Regions from separate parts of the Bos taurus genome. Here region 1 is linked to region 2. The links are chromatin contacts, called in public Hi-C maps. All regions are on one chromosome and are shown on one strand. The core of a region is the stretch at or near the end of the contact, and the rest is flanking DNA. Distances in the headings are between cores, read along the strand shown.

Evidence for each region. A called contact is a pair of places that touch in the nucleus more often than the background predicts.
Region 1: a Hi-C map of liver shows a contact between it and region 2, with 2.9 times the contacts expected there. A contact is called at or near these places in 2 of 11 Hi-C or Micro-C datasets (liver and skin fibroblasts).

Annotation. Positions count from the first base shown.
Region 1 is chr8:81,447,098-81,452,355 of ARS-UCD2.0, forward strand. AOPEP (aminopeptidase O (putative)) reads left to right here. Exons shown (of 17, transcript NM_001206980.2): 6 at 3,504-3,693. Among named protein-coding and RNA genes, the nearest start is that of MIR2475, 170 kb to the right of the region's middle.
Region 2 is chr8:81,291,247-81,296,383 of ARS-UCD2.0, forward strand. All of the region lies in intron 3 of AOPEP (aminopeptidase O (putative)), which reads left to right. Among named protein-coding and RNA genes, the nearest start is that of AOPEP, 96 kb to the left of the region's middle.

The DNA of each region.
Region 1 (5,258 bases), core at 459-2,958, 160 kb after region 2:
AAAGCAGAAATAAATCACACACCAGCCCCTGCTTAAGATCTGATGAAATTCTCCATTTCCTCTCCAAATTGAATTCCTCCCGAAGGACTGGAGCGGCTCCTGAGAGTAATGAAGGCACTCCTTCCTCCTCTGCTAGAAGCGTGTTTTAAATTAACGGACACGGCCTTCTAATCTGCGTGAGGAGGGAGCTTTTAGGAACAGTCCTGAGAAACTGTTTAGACCAGAAACGATATTTTTAAACTTGAGGGGGGAGGCAGCAGACAGACAATACGACGTGGCCTTTGTCGGGAGGCAGCCCCGCTGGTGGTCTCCCGGCAAGGAAGGAGCACACGCGTCCCGCTGGGGCCCTGCCCGCCCCCCTGCTCTGCCCCGCCCCTGCCCTGCCCTGCCCTGCCCCGCCCCCTGCTCTCCCCGCTGGCCCCAAGATCACTTGCAGTGAGAATTTATGACGGAGAATACAAATAAGAGGGATTGTGCTTTGTGACAGTTGAAAATATTCCTTTCCCACCCATTTCTTATTTGGGAAAAATGATCAACTCTGATTTTGAAAAACATTTTTAAAAAGAACCATTTTTAGGATGAAGATGTCACTGAAGTGATTATCTTCCATCCTCTGTAATGATGATGAATCAACAATTTGGCATTTGTAGAGGCAGTTGACACAGGCCCTTTCAAGGGAAAAAAGAAAAAAGAAAACCCGTTTTCAAATGGAGCTTGTCAGAGTGAAGACTGATGCCCGGCTGACTGACTAGGACCATGAATACAATTCTGACAACTTGGGAAAATGTGGAGCCCAGGGGTGAAACTTATAAATCAAGTGAAAGGTTTGAGTAGAAAATTCTAAACATTCATTCTATTTTGAAGGAGGGTGTGAAAGAGATTATCTGTTGGTAGAGAAATATTTAATATTACTCCTTGAAGTGAGTTTGAGCATTATACTGTTCTTCATTCATTGTTGAAAAAAAAGCAGTTTAAAAATTCTAGTTACCTTTAAAAATCCTGACATTTAAGTTCAAAAGGAGAGGAGTAAATTCTCCTTAACTTGAAAAAAAATTCTATTGATCCTTTTATGTCAGGATTTTGTTAACAACCCGTGAGAAAGATTATCAAAACCTCACTCTGTGTTTTTATTTAGTTTAAGAAAGAAGCCATTTTCTTTATAGGGAGGTATGATCCATAGGTAAAACCCAACCTTAGACAGAAAACTCCGCTGCAGGAGAATTTGGGGTCTGGTTCTCAAACTGGAAAATTGCTTTTCAGGGAGAAGGTCATGTTTTCCACTGATAATAGGGTCATTTGTATCAAGCGAAACGCACACCCTTCCAATCTAGAAGGAAGTTTAAGCTTCGGTTTTCTCAGAAGACAGTAGGAAACACATTTCTCCCTGGCTAGGAAGAGAGTATTGAGGACAGGGAATGGGAATTCAGGCACCGTTCCAGCAATGTCTGGGTCTGTCCTGAGCCCAACCAAGGCCAGGGTGTATCTCCAAAATACCGGGTCTGGTGGAGACAACGAAGACTGTTGAAGGGGAAAAATTACAGGACAGGAAAATGAAATGCCACCCCCACACAGCTGCTTTGTGCATTCCTTCAGCCCTCTCAGACTTTGATATTTGCATAAAAGGGCCTGGATCAACTTCCACACTGGGACAAAGCAGCCAGCAGGTCGCTGTGGACAGCGCAGGCTTTTTCCTCATGAACAGTCTGCAATTTCACAGTCATCAACGTGTGTACCCCTCCTGGGCCGAGGGGTCAGCTCAGCCACACCATGTCTGTAACTCTGCGTGCACCGTCTGGGTCTCTGGCCAGCAGACCTTTCCAATGCAGGCTTGTCTTTGAGCCTGTTTACAAAGCCTGAAGTTACTTCTGTTTTGTTTTAGCCAAAAGGGTGAAGTGCTGCCAGCAGTATGTCTGGAATGTTATTTACTTGGTACATTTCTGTGGCTTTTCTTTGTAGCACTGCACATGCCAGAGCAAAGGGTCATTTACTTGAAAATGCCAGGTTTCGCAGTTTGTCTTCTCCATGGGCGACTTTCTCAGGAAGAGGAAGTTTAGCTCCTGTGCCTCTTGGTTCCCCCCCACCCTCCTCCCTCTCTCTCACCCTTCTCTCTTTGCTTCCTGCGTTCCTCCCTGCCTTCCTTTTTTTTTTTTTTTTTCTCTGAGTTAGTGCTCTGAAATACTGTTGGCGCCTGCTGCATTGCACCCTTGTATCCTAAATGTCCCAGCTACACTTTTATTTCCCGGAGTTTCTGGTGGACTCTGCTGAGATCCTGGCAAACACTTTCTCATTTGCGTGCTTGCCCTGTTATTATTTCACATGAAAGCTGTCTGTTTTGGCACACATGACTGCCGTGATTTCAGTTGAGCTCCCTGAGCTGAATGGGTGATGTTGTGCAAGGGAAATACAGGTGGGGTTTTCTCTACTGGTGGCCGTGGGGGCGGAGGACAAATCTGCAAGCAGTTCTGGCTTGTGCAGAGCCCACATGATGGCAAATGCATGGCTTTTAAAGGAAGGAACCAGTGTGTACAGTTTCTTAATTTGGAAGGTTTCACAACTGCTTGTGTTCAATTGATGGAGGAGGGGTTTGTTTGTTTTTTTTTTTCAAAGCAAGTTCTTCATTCATAAGACTGTAAACAAGTCCTGGATAAATGAGAAATACCGAAGCACAGGAGGCACTCCCTTTACCTCTTCTCTCTTCAGCCTCCCTTCCTGCCGTTTCATCAGTGCAGCTCTAATCATGGTGTTTGGGGTTTTAAAGCAAAGTATGGGAAATGAGATTAGATATTAATAAATCTCCCTGGCTGGTGCCAGCCCTGGGGCCATTTGCACACCTGAGTGAGTTAACTTCCTTCTCTCTCTCTGCCTATCATTGTGGCATGTGAATTACAAGCATCTGTAGATAGGAAAAGATACCTTTGAAAATCTCAGCCTTACAGAGATTCAGCCTTTATCAGAGTCTCTTGAAACCTCACCCATCCATGGCACCTGTGAGTTTGTTACCTCTGTAACCAGCCCTGGCCTGAAAGAGAAAATGTTTGGTTCCATTCTTGTCGGCTTTTCCTGTCCTTCTGCGTGACTTCTCACTTTGTCTGTAAGCTACTCGGATTTTTGGCTGAAGGGTCTTCTTTGATCACTGTCTTGACAGCATGGGCTTCACGTTCCCACACCTGCTCTTCTTTTACAGTCCAGATTTCAGGGTAAATGCTTCCACAGCCTTGTAATTTCTTCCGTGTAAAGCTCGGCGCAGGTTACTTATTACAGGTAATAGCCTTTTGATGACGGAGACAACTGCTTGGCAGAAACGGCAGCCTGAACCGCTGCCAGGAACGCAAACTGCCACTTTATTTATTTCTAAAAGCATCTAAGCTGTGAGCCTATCGGTCGTGATCTAGCATGCACATGATAATAACAGGCTGGCAGGGCTGAGAAAGCTGCCCCAGGGGGCGGCCATGACGACAGGCCCTGACAAGACTCTTGTGTGTTTTCTCCCCCATTATCCACAGCCCACACATCGTCTTCCTCTCTCAGAGCACCTTGACTGGAATGAGCCAGCTCTGTGGGACCCGTCTCTGCCATGAAATTGCTCACGCCTGGTTTGGCCTGGCGATTGGGGCTCGAGACTGGACGGAGGAGTGGCTGAGTGAAGGGTTCGCCACTCACTTGGAAGATGTATTCTGGGCCAAGGCACAGCAGGTAAGTTTCAAGTGCACTAAGCATTTCAGTACCCAGAGTCAAGTTCAACTGAGTCTTTCGCTCATTCAACAGATAGGTATTGAGTGCTCATTATGCACCTCGGCACTTGTTCTGTTTGCTTTGTAAATGAGAGGAGAGACCTTGCTCCCCGTGGGGTTCACTGAGGTTCGCGATCTAGTGATGACAGGGAGACCAGGTAGGTAAACGACAGCATCTGCAACTTGCAGGGATGAGTACTGTCAAGAAAATGAAGCCAGATAGAGAGGGGTGGAGGAAGTGCTGGTTTAGAAGGTGCTTATCGGAGAAGGTCTCTGATGAGGAGACATTTGAGCAAAGACTTGCAGAACAGGTGGTGCTGCGGCATACTCGAGTACTCCTTTGGGGTTGTGGTTGTGTTGACATCGACCGTGTTCTGCTTTGATAAGTGATGAGATGAAATTTTAAATCCAGAGTCATGATCTTAGGTGTCTGCTGCAAGTAATGAGGAATGAAGCAGCGGATGTTGCAGATTAGGGAACGAGGATGACTGTGGTACACCGGCCGCTTCCCCTCAGTTCTGACCAACTGCTGTCATGTTGAAAGGAGGGCTCAATAGAGCCTGGACTTCTAGTGTTTTAAAAGAAACTATGACTCTGGATTTTTATTGAAATTTATCAGTGTGAAAAATATGCAGACCAAATACACACCGAGGCCAGACCTGCTCAACACACTCCTAGTTTACAAGCTCAACTTTAAAGAATTAGCCACCAGCAATAAGGAAGCTGTGGCAGCTAACCTGCTTCCTGCTTGTTTTCCAATTCCTAATATCTGGTCACATCTTTTCCCCTACCATCTCTGCATACTGGACTATTTGAATTCTGAGATTCACAAGTTTGTACACATCTGCATGATTTTGTTCAAGTTCTTTCTGCCTGTTGAAATCCTGTATATCTTTCACTAGCCAGCTCAAGGTCACCTTCCTTTGATAGCCCAGACTCTTCATCTCATTCACAGTTCAGTAATGCTCTTCTAGAAACTTTGAGTTTCCACAGTAGTTGTACTTACCTCTTTTTTCTCACTTGTTTCTTCTTCCTCCTATCCTCATGAGTAGGCGATAACCTCTTTCACAGTGGCACAGTGCCCTGCTCATCCTCCCACCCCGCTTTCCCGCCTTGGCTACTGAGCTAGCAGTGTGCATAGCTGTGTACCCCTCCACGCAGAATCCTGTGAGGAGAGGTCCCATGGCAGATTCTTGAGCAGAAAGGCTGGGTTTGAAGTAGGACCCGGGTTGGAATCCCAGCTTTGCTGCTTACCAGCTTTGTGAGTGTCAGGAGGTTAAGTCACCTCCCTGAGGCTTAGTTTCCTCATTTATAAAATGCTTAACCTTGCAGAGTGGAAGGGGTGGTGTTTGAATGAGCTTATTAGCACCGTGCCTGACACATGGAGTGTGTGCAAGAAATACCAGTTGTCCTTCTTGTTTTCGTCATCTTTGTTTTTACCACCACCTTGCATGGAGTAGGCATTCAGCAAGGATTGAATAGGTTTAATGTAAATGTGCCTCTCTCACCATCTCTCCCCTGAGGTGC
Region 2 (5,137 bases), core at 50-2,549:
GCTTTCTGGTGTGCCCAATAGACCAGCTCCCTGACATTCTCTCTCTTGATTTTGTGTGGGAAATTCCAGGGAAAAGCCAAGATTTCAGGGTCCAGACCCCTCCCCCCCAACCCCCCCACCCCCCCGCCATGTGCCATTGAAAGCTAACTTTTCTTTCCTTTTGATGGCTCAAAATGAGCAACACTTCTATTTAGACTGCTCCCACAGTATGAGACCAAGAATTACATATGAGGAAATGGTGAATTAAAAGACATTTAGGAATGGTTATGATTAAGTGTTTTCACAAAGAGAGAATGCAAAGTAGAGAGAGCTCCTTGTTTCTCGAACTGAGGAAACTTTATTCTGGGCCCGTATGCACATGTGTGTTTCAAGGGGTAGGAGTACAGAGTGAACACATCTTTTCTCTTTAGAAAGCTGCTGCTGAGTGAGGACTGTGTTCTGCTCTGTTACATCCCCCATAAGGTCCCACATAATGCCCTGCACTTTCTAAACATCAGTTCATTCTTTTGTTTGTGACTTGCTTTTTGACTAGTTCTTGCTTGCCCTCCTAGTATTGCACTTACCGTATTTGACACACAGGGAAGTCATCGTGATTTCTTTTAGATGATCATGATTCCCGCAGGCCTATGTCTTGTTGCTATGAATTTTTGTCTTAGGCTTGACACTCATGAATTTTCTCATGTCAGTAAAGTACTAAAGCACACTCGTGACCCTCTGGCACAGAATGATTTGGTGACCAGTTTGCCCGTCCACCTTGTATTTAAGTTTAAGGAGAACTAGGTTATCCATCGGAGAAGACAATGGCACCCCACTCCAGTACTCTTGCCTGGAAAATCCCACGGATGGAGGAGCCTGGTGGGCTTCAGTCCATGGGTCGCTAAGAGTCGACTGAGCGACTTCACTTTCACTTTTCAATTGCATGCATTGGAGAAGGAAATGGCAACCCACTCCAGTGTTCTTGCCTGGAGAATCCCAGGGACGGGGGAGCCTGGTGGGCTGCCGTCTATGGGGTCGCACAGAGTTGGACACGACTGAAGCGACTTAGTAGCAGCAGCAGCTTATCCACACAGGTCAGAGTGCGGGTGACACTTGGCATGACAAGCCTGGTGAAACGTATTCCTTTAGGTATTCCATTAGCCACGAGGGAAAACCTCAGAACCAGTGGCGGTGCTTGCGTTCTGGGTTCAGTAGGTGGCGCTCTTCTACCTGGTTCACGGGAATGATCTTGAAGGTCATTCTCTCCTGGGTCTCCTGTGCCATAGGCGGTACCATGTTGCCAGGAAAGGAAACCTGAAGCCTTGCCGGGTGGCATCAGTGCCTGAGAAGCGGGTGGCATGATCTGGCGTATGGCCCTGGTCAGGCAGTGCTGGTTGCATACCAGCCGAGGGCGTCTTACTGTCTCCTTTGTTCTGGTGCCAGTTCCCGCCCTTGAGCAACAGCGGAAAAGAACTAACGAAAGACAGTCACGCCATGGGTATTCAGGAGGGTGGCACTAGCTCATAAAACCAGAACGTGTAGACTCAGCATCTCAAAAGTAGTGAAAGGAAAAAAAGCTGGGGTTTGCCGAAAGCCTCCAGAGAAAGAAGCCAAAAGAGGAAGAGCAACCAAAACTGGGAGCTTTACCTACTTTGTTATGTATCTATTATATTTATTATAGTAAATATATAAAACTATGTAATAGGAACTTTAAATGTAGTGTATCTATGTATACTTATAAGTTCATACTCGTATATTATGTGTTCCTATACATACCATCAAGCATTTTAAACTTGTAATACAAAGAAGAGACACGTGGAGTAGTTCTGGCAGGAAGTTCTGAAATTAAGAATAGTGGGTAGAGAAAGAAACAAGCTTGAGGTAGGAAAGAAGCAGGCGCTACAGATGAATTGAGTAAAGAAATATGATATGTAAATAAAAGCATGTATCAATTTGATGTTTCCAAATGCTTCATGCTGTTTGTCTAACTTAAAGTGGAAAAGTTTAAAAGATAAAGGAAAAGCTTTTAATAGGGAGAATTTAAGTGCCTGTTTTAATTTTCAGTGAAACGATAGCTCTTTAAGAACAAGTAATTTGGTGAATGCATAACTCTGCAAACATAAATCGTCAGCTTTTGCCTCTGTGGAAGCAGAGTGTTTGTGTGTGGTGTAGCTGTGGCTTTGGTGTGTATTGAGTGAGTATATCCAGGACTCCTAAGAATAGTACACTGATGTTCCATAGATTTTGTATTTAATTTACTATTAGTAGGCGTGCTTGATGTGTAGAAATAACTAAAGTATCTTGATTTTTTTTCCTGAATTTGTTTTCTTTTTGTAAGGACAATTTCTTCAAATAATTAGCAAAGTATTTCACAGGTTTAGCGTTAAAAAGTTCTCTCTCCTGTGAACGAAATACTCCATCATGTTCTTCCTTTTTTCCTCCCCACTTTTCTTACCCTAAAAGAATCTTCAAAACCATTCATAGGACAGTTTTTCAGAATAGTATATGAAGGAAATAATTGAGGTAATTTCCAGTTATAAGTATAATTTTCAAAGCTTACAATTTGAAAGATTACCCATCTCAAATTCTTATCATAAGAAAGTCATCTTTAAGGAAAATTTCAGTCCTGAATTGAAGGTAAATGTTTACTTGTATCTTGTAGCTGCTGCTAGCACAATTCTAAGAACAGTATCTGATATATCTGGCTTACTAGTGAGACAATTAAAGGATAAGGATTTGAGAGGGCATAGCAGCTTGCAAGAACTTTTCGAGGAGGCCCAGGAGGGAGGTGGGCTGGGTGGCTGCTCAAGCCTGCACAGTTGGGTGCACCACTTCCTCTGGGCTCCTTCGTATGGGCCCCCTCCCTGGGCGTCTTACTGATGAATCCCGTCCTGGCCGTGAAACCATCCAGTGGTGTGATGGGCTTCTGGCCTCTGCAGAGGAAAAACTCTGGGTGAATTCAAGTACAGCATGTTCTCTTTGTTTTGCAGCTGGTGTAGTGAGGGAGACTAGGGCAAGTGGATTGAATCAAAAAGGAAAATGAAGGCATTCACTGTCTATTTCATCGAGGATGGCTCATTTCAAGTAAACACCATTTAAATAGTCTCCAAATGGCCCATTCTATATGAAGTCATACAGGATGCCCCCTTTGGGCTGTCATTCTCCTTTAAATGGATCGCTTTGTGTGCACAGTGTTTTAATGCCATTCAACCTTAAACCCCATCTGTGGGCCTCATCAGGCCACGGGCTTCAGTGCACATGTGGCAGCCATACCTTCGACATTCTTAGTCTCTGCCGCCAGAAAGTCAGCCCAAGCAACAGGGGGAGGCAGCTGTAAAGACGACAGCAGTTAACATTTCTTCAGCACTTACTATGCACCAGTTACTATGCCTAGAGATTTCTGTATGTGAGGTACAGACTATGATTATTCCTTTGTTACAGATGAGGAAACTGACGCATGGAGATATTAAGCAATATGCCCAAACTGGTAAGTGTGGATTGGAGAATTGAACCTTTGCAATCAGATTCCAGAGCTAGAACTCAGTCTGTGGACATTTTTAAGAGAAATAAACTCTTGTCAATTCTCTTTCCAAAGTAGGCTTATCCCAAACAATAGATAATCCAGAAATTATTTCTCTTTGTCTTTGGAATGCATGCTCTGCTTTTTGGAGCAGTATTCCCCTTGTTATTTGCATTTTTTTTTTTTCTTTCCAGTATGGTTTGAAAGTGAGGTCAGGTATTTCCCTAGCAGCTACCTCCCCATGGCAGTGGGTGGTCGTCATGCAAGACTGGACTCAGTGGAATAATCCATGAGCAGACAACCCAAGAGACAGTTTTCTACCAAATGAGGTTACTAGACCTTCCCTCATAGTAATGAACTAGTGAGAGCCTCCCCATGAACTCCACTGAGGCATTCTGTTGTTGCAGCACCAGCTCCAGATTTACTCAGGGTTGTGCAAAAAACCCATGACTGGACCTTTGGGAAGCTTCTGAGAAGAGTCCAACTAGGGTCTTTTTGAGAAGAGGGTTCCTGGCCAGTTCTTATGTGGCCCAGACTAGTTATCTGCCCTTGTTTGACGGTAGCTTGGTAGCCTAGAAAACTTTTTTGCTTTAAAAGCCTGAAATGTAAAACAGTTTCTTCCATATGAGTTCCACTAAGTAGAGGAAACTAAAAATAATAATAATAACAAGCTTTGAGGTCTGTATAGGAGACAGTCATCTTGAACATTTAAAATATGGGTTTGGGGGATGTTCCCAACACATTTCCCCCTCAAGTCCTTTTCTTTCTGTTACTTAACTTCCCAGAAGACTGTGGAGAGACCATGCGAGACCGAAAACACTGTCACTGGACTGACTCAGGTTCTGTTATCACTTTCTCTACCTCACTCCCAAACTCTAGGTCATCTTAAGGTTTCTGACTTTTTAAAACTGCTAATCTCATTCCAGCCCTCTGCCACACCCCTCTGTGGCTTCCTGTGCCCTCCCAACATCACCGTGAAGGTACAGACATCCTCATGAAGATGCTGGGACGTGATGAGATTGGGCACTCTGTGGATTCTCCATGACCCTCTGCAGGCATCTAACAGATACTCTTACTCCATCAGCAGTGTTCTCTCTGAAAGCAGTTTCAGTTTCTGCTATTTCCATGTCTCATCTTGTCCATGTACTAAATGGATGGTACAGGAACCAGAAGGACAGCAGAAAAACCAATTGAAAAGTTCCATGCAGAACATAGGGAGAAAGCCTATTGTGTATAGTATTCATTCTTTCCCCTGGAGGCTTCATTGAGATATAATTGACATGTAACATTATGTAAGTTTAAGATGATCAATGTGATGGTTTGATATATGTATATATTGTGAAATGATTATTAAATAAGGTCATATGGTTATATAGTGTGTGTATGTGTGGTGAGGACTTTTAAGATTTACTCTCTTATGCAATTTTCAGATGTACAGTATTGTTAACTATAGTCACCATGTGGTACCTCACATCCTCAGAACTTACTTATAACTAGAGGCTTGCACCCCTTGAGCACCTTCAGCCTTTCTCTCTCCCAACTGTCCTCCACCCACCACCACTGCTGCTGCTGCTGCTAAGTCGCTTCAGTCGTGTCCGACTCTGTGCGACCCCATGGACGGCAGCCCGCCAGGCTCCCCCG